Linked DNA regions of Macaca mulatta: region 1 is linked to region 2. Evidence: chromatin contacts called from public Hi-C data. All regions are on one chromosome and are shown on one strand. The core of a region is the stretch at or near the end of the contact, and the rest is flanking DNA. Distances in the headings are between cores, read along the strand shown.

The links. Hi-C and Micro-C count contacts between places; a contact is called where the count stands out from the background.
Region 1: a Hi-C map of fetal cortex germinal zone shows a contact between it and region 2, with 3 times the contacts expected there. The contact joins the promoter of QKI here to the enhancer-like site in region 2. A contact is called at or near these places in 2 of 14 Hi-C or Micro-C datasets (fetal cortex germinal zone and fetal cortical plate).

What each region holds. Positions count from the first base shown.
Region 1 is chr4:8,731,234-8,735,056 of T2T-MMU8v2.0, forward strand. QKI (QKI, KH domain containing RNA binding) reads right to left here and starts at 1,633. Exons shown (of 8, transcript XM_028846996.2): 1 at 1,044-1,633. The coding sequence starts at 1,185.
Region 2 is chr4:8,307,116-8,310,696 of T2T-MMU8v2.0, forward strand. No RefSeq gene overlaps it. Among named protein-coding and RNA genes, the nearest start is that of QKI, 420 kb to the right of the region's middle. Within about 2 kb of position 2,161, at least 11 of the 40 cell types and tissues checked have an H3K27ac peak or open chromatin away from gene starts, as enhancers often do. A contact at or near this core is called in fetal cortex germinal zone and fetal cortical plate, where this site is marked.

The sequences.
Region 1 (3,823 bases), core at 383-2,882, 420 kb after region 2:
ACAGAAACCCACAGCTACTAGAAATTAATACTCCAGATACTGCTATGAGAACTTCTTAAGGAAATTCCAGAGTTGGTCAACATTAATCTTCTTGTCATTCTTCGCTCCCCACAGCGCTCCATAAAGCTTTTTGAAAACTTCGGCTCAATTTTATTTCGCCCTTTCCAAACGTCTCGATTCCCTGTCCTACAAACTCGGGCGGCTGCGTCTCCGGGAGCAAACCCTCCGCCCAAGTTCTTCCTAACTCAGGCTGCGCTCCGATCTGTCATCGCGTTATTTCGCACTCCACCCCCCCCCCACCCCCGAAAAGTGAAGTTCAACTCCCTAACAGTTCTCGCTTCCCCAAACAAAAGGGAAAAAAGTGCTTTTCGCCGTCACTTCGTCCTCCTTGTCGGCTACGCCAGCATAATTTCGGTCTCCTATGGAATTTCTTTAAACTAACGAGCCCCACTCTGACTTCCACTTAGTATTTACCAGCTGCTCCAACTCCCCAAGCACGAAACCCCGCTTTAGTCCTCATGGGAGGGAGAGAGCTCCCGAACGCGGGGCAGCGGGGGTCCGCGCAGAGCAAGCTCAGGAGGTCGAGGAGAGGAGCGGGGCCCGCGCCGGGGACACGCGCGTCCTCCAGGCCGGCGGCGCGGCGTGGGCCTGCTCTCGGGAGGGCTTGGCGAGGACCACCGAGCCCGCGCAGCCCCCGCTGGCCTCTCGGAAATGTGACCGCCAAAGCCAGAGGGGCCGCAGGGTTCGCCCCGCAGCCCTCCGCAGCGCACAAACTTGGGCGCCAGCGGCGCGGGGTCCCGGGCCGGGCAGGGGGCGTCCGGCCCCGGCGGGTCCACCCCGGCCCGCCCGCCGGCCCGCCCGCCCGCCCGCCGCCGCCGCAAGCCCGGCCCGGCGCCTCCTTTGTGCGCCCTCCTGGCCTCCCAGTCCCCCCGGCGCGCGGTCCCGCCCGGCCGTGACCTTCCCGCCCTCCCCACCATCCCAAGCAGGGAAAGGGGCCGCCCCGGCGGGGATCGGGCCGGGGCCGGGGCCCCGGAGACGCTCACCTTCGTCCAGCAGCCGCTCGAGGTGGTTGAAGATCCCGCAGAAGTTGGGCAGGCTGCTCATGAGCTTCTTGTCGTTCATCAGCTGCATCAGGTAATCTGGGGTGGGCTTCGGCTTCTCCTTCGTTTCCATTTCCCCGACCATATTCCAGGCTCCGCAGCTCACTCCGCCCGCCGCCGCCGCCGCCGCCGGAGAGGAGGGAGGGGCGGGGGCGAGCCCCGGCCGCGGGCCGCTCGGGACCCGGCGTCCCGCTCCGCGCCGGCTCCCGCTCTGGCTCCCGCGCCGAGCCCCGGGGCGGCCGGCACCGCGCGCTCGCCCGCCCCCCGCAGGCACTTTCCGCCCGGGCCCGACGCGCTCCCAGCCGCCGCCGCTCTCGGCCGCCCGGCTCGGCGCGTCCCTCACGAGGCCGGCGGGCGGGCGGGAGGCGGGTCTCGGCTGGCCGAGTGCGGGCGCAGGGCGCGGGCCGCTGGCGCCGGACGAGGAGGAGCCGGGGCCGCCGCTCGCTCGGCTGGTCGCGCCCGCTCAGCGCCGCCGCCGCCTGTGCCGCGGGCTCGGGGGGTCTCTCTGGGCTGGTCCCCGCCGCGGCGCCTCTGCCGCTGCCGCTGCCGCCGCGCTCTGACTGCGCTCCTCCTCTTCCTCCTCCTCCTTCTCCTCCTCCTCCTCACTCACTTGGCGGCGGAGTTCGCCTCAGTTCAGGCGGCGCTGCCAGCGGCGGCGGCAGCAGCGGCGGGGGGGGAGGGGCGAAGGCGCGGGGAGGGCCGGGGGCGGGCGGCGGGCGGGGCCGCGCAGGGCGGCCGTTAGCGGGGCCCGGCCGGCGCGCTCCCGCTGCCCGACGCCCCCCGACCCGGGCAGCAGCCGGCGCCGTGCCCCCTCCTCCCTGCCTCCCTGGCGGGGCGGGCGGCGGGGGCGACGGGAGCGTGACGGGCGGCGGCGCTCGGCGGCCCCGGGCCTGGGCGCAGGGACTGGGTCGCCGCCGTGCGGGGCGCCCGGGGCGGGTGGGTGTGGGTTGCGGGGCTGACGGCCGCGGGGGGGCGCGGGGCTCGGGCGCGGTTGGGGCTGGCGCGGCAGGCGGGAGGAATTCCAGCGGGACGCGCCAGCGCTGCCTCCGCCTCGCCTCCCGTTACTATAGTTTTTTCAGAACCTCTCATCCACCCCGCAGAAAAGAAATTTTTTTTAACGTCCTGTTGCTTCACGGGGGACTTTCGGGGTGGGCATCACGTGGCCCGACACGTAGCCATGGGGCTCCAGAGCGCGTGCGCGCGTCGTGCCCCGTGGCCACGCCCCTTCCGAGGGTCGCTCCGCCCCCGCCGGGCCCCGCGAGCGCGCGGTGGGGGAGGGAAGGGGCCCGGAGCGCGCCTGCGTGGGGCGTGGGCGGGGCTGGGGGCGGCAGCCGCCTAGGGGCTGGGGCTGCCCGTTTAGGGCCGGGTGCTGGCCAGTCGCCCACGGTGCGGAGGGCTGGTGGGCTTGCCCTGGCCGTCGGGCCCGCCACCTCGCGGGTCTTGGCTGCGGGGCGGGGGTGTGGCGGGGGAGCCGAGGACTGGAGTTTGAGGCTTTCTGAGGCGCGTGCGGCGGCGTCCGCCTCTGCGGGGTAGGGCGCCCGTCGCGCCGGGCTCCCGCTTTGTCGCCGAGGGAACCACGCGCGACGCCCCTCCCGTCGCCGCCGTGGCTCCCTTCCGTGTTCGTGATTTGCTGAGAGGCTGGAAAGCAGCACGGCGGAGAGAAGCCTCGCGCTCGCCAGGCGGGGAAGCGTGCGCGGACACGCGTGCGCACCCACGGGGCGGTGGGCGGGCGTGGGGGGTCTGGGCCAAGCGGTTGACGCGCCGCCAGGGAAGCGATCTTGTTGCACCTTCTCGTTATTCTGAAAGCAAATCGTAGCGAGACCCGAGCGCAGCGGCTTAGCAAATTATAAGGGGAGCGTTAGTCGTGCTCGAAATGCTTCTTTCGCGATGGCATCAGTGTTCCGTGAGGGAATGAAGCCGCAGTAGGAAAGAGCCTGTGCGCGTAGTCTGAAAAGCAGAAGTCAACATTTTTACAGATGAAGAAAGAATACGGAGGCAAGAGGTCTTTCTCTGCAGTGTGGTGGATTTCCAACATTTAGATTTGTTTGGAAGAATGTTCTGAGCTGCAACAATGAAGTCCTCCTTGATCTATAGAAGTCGACAGTCCCTAAATCTACATCTGCATCTGCATTTTGTTGCAAATCCTTTATAACATTCCATTAAAATAATGCAGTTATTTAATATCCAATTGATACTGAGTAATTCGCGGCTGAAATTTACTGTTAATCATTCTGTCTTCTGACTTAATAGTGAACGTAGGTGATTTTTTTTGTGAAATGTTGCTTCACACGAATTCTGAGAATCACCTCTAAGTTTGAGTTGTACTGAAGGCACTACAAGAATTTCAAACGAACGCTGAGTGGCCAGTAGCTTCTGGCCTTTTCATTTAACAAGCACAGAGTTCGTTTGTAAAATTAAGTTACTTTGACAGAGGAAATGTAATAGCCTTGGTAGACAACGTTAAAAATGTAACTCTCAGATATTTTAAATTCTCCAACAGCAGTATCTGTTTTAGAGCCATAGAATATTTACTTACTGAATTGCCTATTTAAAGATGAACTTTCTAAATGCAGGGAATAGTAACTTGAAAAAAAGCTCTGGTCTCTGAGTAATGAATGCTGTTTCAGTACCTAGAAAAATAGTTACACAAGGTTTTGATGCTGCTAGTATAAAATGCAACCCCCTTCTTAATGGCCTGCTTATTTCTTAAGCTCCTAGGCACT
Region 2 (3,581 bases), core at 911-3,410:
AGGGATGTCAAAGGTGAAACATAAAGGCACGGTCTGTTCTTATTGGTGCCGCTGAAACCCAAGCTAAGTAATCACTGCATAATTCTAAAAGCAACAATAAATACAACATTTGATAATGCCTTTTTTCTTGGCAAAGCACTTTTAATGTACATTATCTGTATTGACTGGTGACCACACCACTATTAGAAAATGACACACAATTACTATTTTAATCTTTATCAGTTACTGGATTTTCTGTCTCCAATTGACATTGTTTCTCAGTTCCCCAAACTGTGTCCTTATCCTAAATGCCTTCCCAGTCCTCTGTTGTTCATTCAGCCTGGTGTTCCCTAGATAAGGGTGTGCCCCGACACTTAGGAGGAAGATAAACAACAAATTCTTTGGACCGTATTCATTTACATTTCTTGTCATTTAGACAGTGAAAATTCAAACATCTATTTGCCTTTGTGACGTTTAACTTTGAGAAGAAATGATTTCAACAGAGAAAAAATATATATTATCCAGAGTCCTGATGATTTTTTTCTCTCATTAAGAAGAGTTACTTTCAGCAGTTCATCATAACTCTGTCTTCTGACTGGGAGTATCATATTATTGTCCTTGCCTTTTCTGTAAATGGCAAAATTCAGTGGGCAATTTTCCTGAATGAAAATAAGCAAAATTTCTGTAGGATTTATATCTTTCTCTTGTATCTATTTATATACCCATGTATATAGTTTAGTGTTTCCTTTAAAAGAAAAAAAAAAAAGGCTGAGGAGCACAGACAAGCCTACCGTAAATATCTATTTCAGCTGAAGTGTAAGGCTGGGATATTCTGTCTTTTTCTCCACTACATGGAGGCTACATTAGTCTTTCGGAAAAAAATAAAGAGGGGGAGCTCCACATATTCGAGACAAATTTTGCTATACTCTGAATGATATGTGTGCTTTTTATGTTTATGAAACCACCATCCAGCAAAAAATAGCAGCCTAATATTTTGACATGAAGGTCATTTGAAAGTTTTACTGCCTGCAAGCATGATCCATTTTGTTGACAAAAAGCTCTCTAGGGCTCACTAAGACGCCCCAGCCGGCTCAACTTTCTCAGAGCCTGGCATTTCCGCCCCCTCCCTTTTCACCTCCTCCCACCAGACTAATTATCAGCTCATTAAGGCTGTCTTAATGAACTATGTTACAGCATTAGGAAAGGGTTTGGGCCAAATGTGGATGTCAGTGCAGGGGGATGGGAAAGGGAGAGGGAGCAGAGGGTCACAGACGCTGGTTTGACCTCACTGGGCTCCCTGCACACGCCAGAAACCGTAAAGATTTCAGCTGCATGGAAGCTCACATTGCTCCAACCATGCTCTTGGGAGGAGCTGGCTTCCTCATGTTCCTCAGCGTCACAGACACAGACATTCTCCTGATAGTGAGGGTTGCGCACGCATGTCTGGTCAGGTATCCGAGCGTGATTGGACAGGGCAGAAAGGGACTCTGGCATTCTGCGGGGGACCCAGGCTGGCCAAAGCTGTAAGGATGTGGATTTTCTGTAGAGGCAGCCAAACATCAACAGAGGAGGTGGGGGAAGTATCCATGCAGTCTGTCTCTGTCTCTTTAAAAAACCCACACGTATAATTGTGTTCCTACTACTTGCTTATTTTATTCTTTTTGATGTTCCAGCCAACAAAATAAGAATATCCCTGTGTTTCTCCAACCTTAAGGACATAGAAATCATTGCTGCCCTGAGAACAAAGATGGCCTTTTACGCTTCGCTTGTCCCTGGCATAGCATTAACCATAACAAAATGATACAGACAGCAGCTCCAAACTAAATCAGATCCCACAACCGAGTTGAAAAACGGCATTGCCGAAGAGCAAAGTGCAGAGATACAGTTAAAATGGCAAATGGATTTTAAAGGGCTTGGTTTTTATTTTTCTCCTGCATTCAGGATTGTGTCAGTGGTATCGACCATAAGGGTATTATTTTCTTATTTCAATAATAGGCCACATCTCAAGCCTTCCATTTACCAAGTCTCAAGAACAGGCACACCAGCCTTATAAAATCACATGACAAGCATCTGACTCTGACAGTTGTTTTGTTCTCTTTTTTTCTGGCTTATAATTATACTGATGTTGTTTTTCTTTATATCGCCTCCCAAAGCAGCATCCGACTGAGCTACTGAACAACCACACGCAGGGGCCACTTCAGCCTCTAATGAGAGACAATCACCCTGGAGTTGGAAGTACAGAGCTAATTAATTAGCATATTTGGCAAAGAATCCTCTGTAGCTAAACAGATAATAGAGATGATGAATATCGCTCTGTCTATGGACTTCTACAACTATTAGAGGTAGGGGTGGTTAAATGATGCTTTTCTGAGACAACACCATGGCGAAAATTCACATTAGGGAAACACTGGTTAATTTCACCAGAAATGTACCTCTTAATGGATTCACTGCCTCTAAGCTAATGTAAATCTATACAGAGCTCTGAGTTGACATTTCTATGCAGATCCCTAAATCTTTTAAGGTAATTTTAATCATGTCACTAAAGAAGAAGCCATGGACACCTCGGAATGGAAGAGCCTTCGAAGATTAAGGGCTGTCAACTACAAGACATGTCATTCAAAAGCCCTTAGCCTCCTCCATTCACCTGACAGACTCCATGCAGAGATTTTCTTTGGTGCACATTTCTTCTTCAATCTTTTTCTCTTTTTTAACAGCCAACACAATTTAAGAACTTACAGACTGATGATACTTTAAATGTGGGGAAGGGCTGGGTCCAGTGGCTCACGCCTGTAATCCCAGCACTTTGGGAGGCTGAGGCAGGCAGATCACCTGAGGTCAGCAGGTCGAGACCAGCCTGGTCAATATGGTGAAATCCCATCTCTACCAAAAATACAAAAATTAGCTAGGTGTGCTGGCACACACCTGTAATTCCAGCCACTCGGGAGGCTGAGGCAGGAGAATTGCTTGAACCCGGGAGGCAGAGGTTGCTGTGAGCAGAGATCGCACCACTGCACTCCAGCCTGGGCACAGAGTGAGACTCTGTGTCAAAAAAAGTAAAAAGAAAAAATAATTGTGGGGAGGGAAGTATGTAAATGTTGGCCAAGAGAGGCCAGGGAACATAAAAATAGACCTGTGTGCACATTAAACTCTTTAGCCATACATTAGCTCATCCATATGGTGTTGGAAGAACTTCTGTTCCTCAAAATATCCAAATGATAAGAAGACATCCAATCACATGCTTAAACAAGTTTTAGTATTGTCCTCCGTAAGAAAATGGACTTGATAAAATGCCTTAGCCACACTAAAACACTACTGCATGCCAGGCACCAGGCAAAGTGATCATTCATTTCATTCCCACAACTGCCTAGACATACGAGCATCCTTATCGCTTTACAGATGGGGAAACTGAGGCCTAGGAAGGCTAAGTCACTGCCTGAGATTACAATGGTCAATGGCAGTGGCAAGTTTTAAATGATGACCCCCGGTGCTACAGCGCCCACCATTTTATGTTTGTATTTATTTTATTGTGGTGAGAACAGTTTATGAGATGCATTCTCAATGTTGTACAGCAGAGCTCTTGAGCTTATTCATCCTGCTGGACT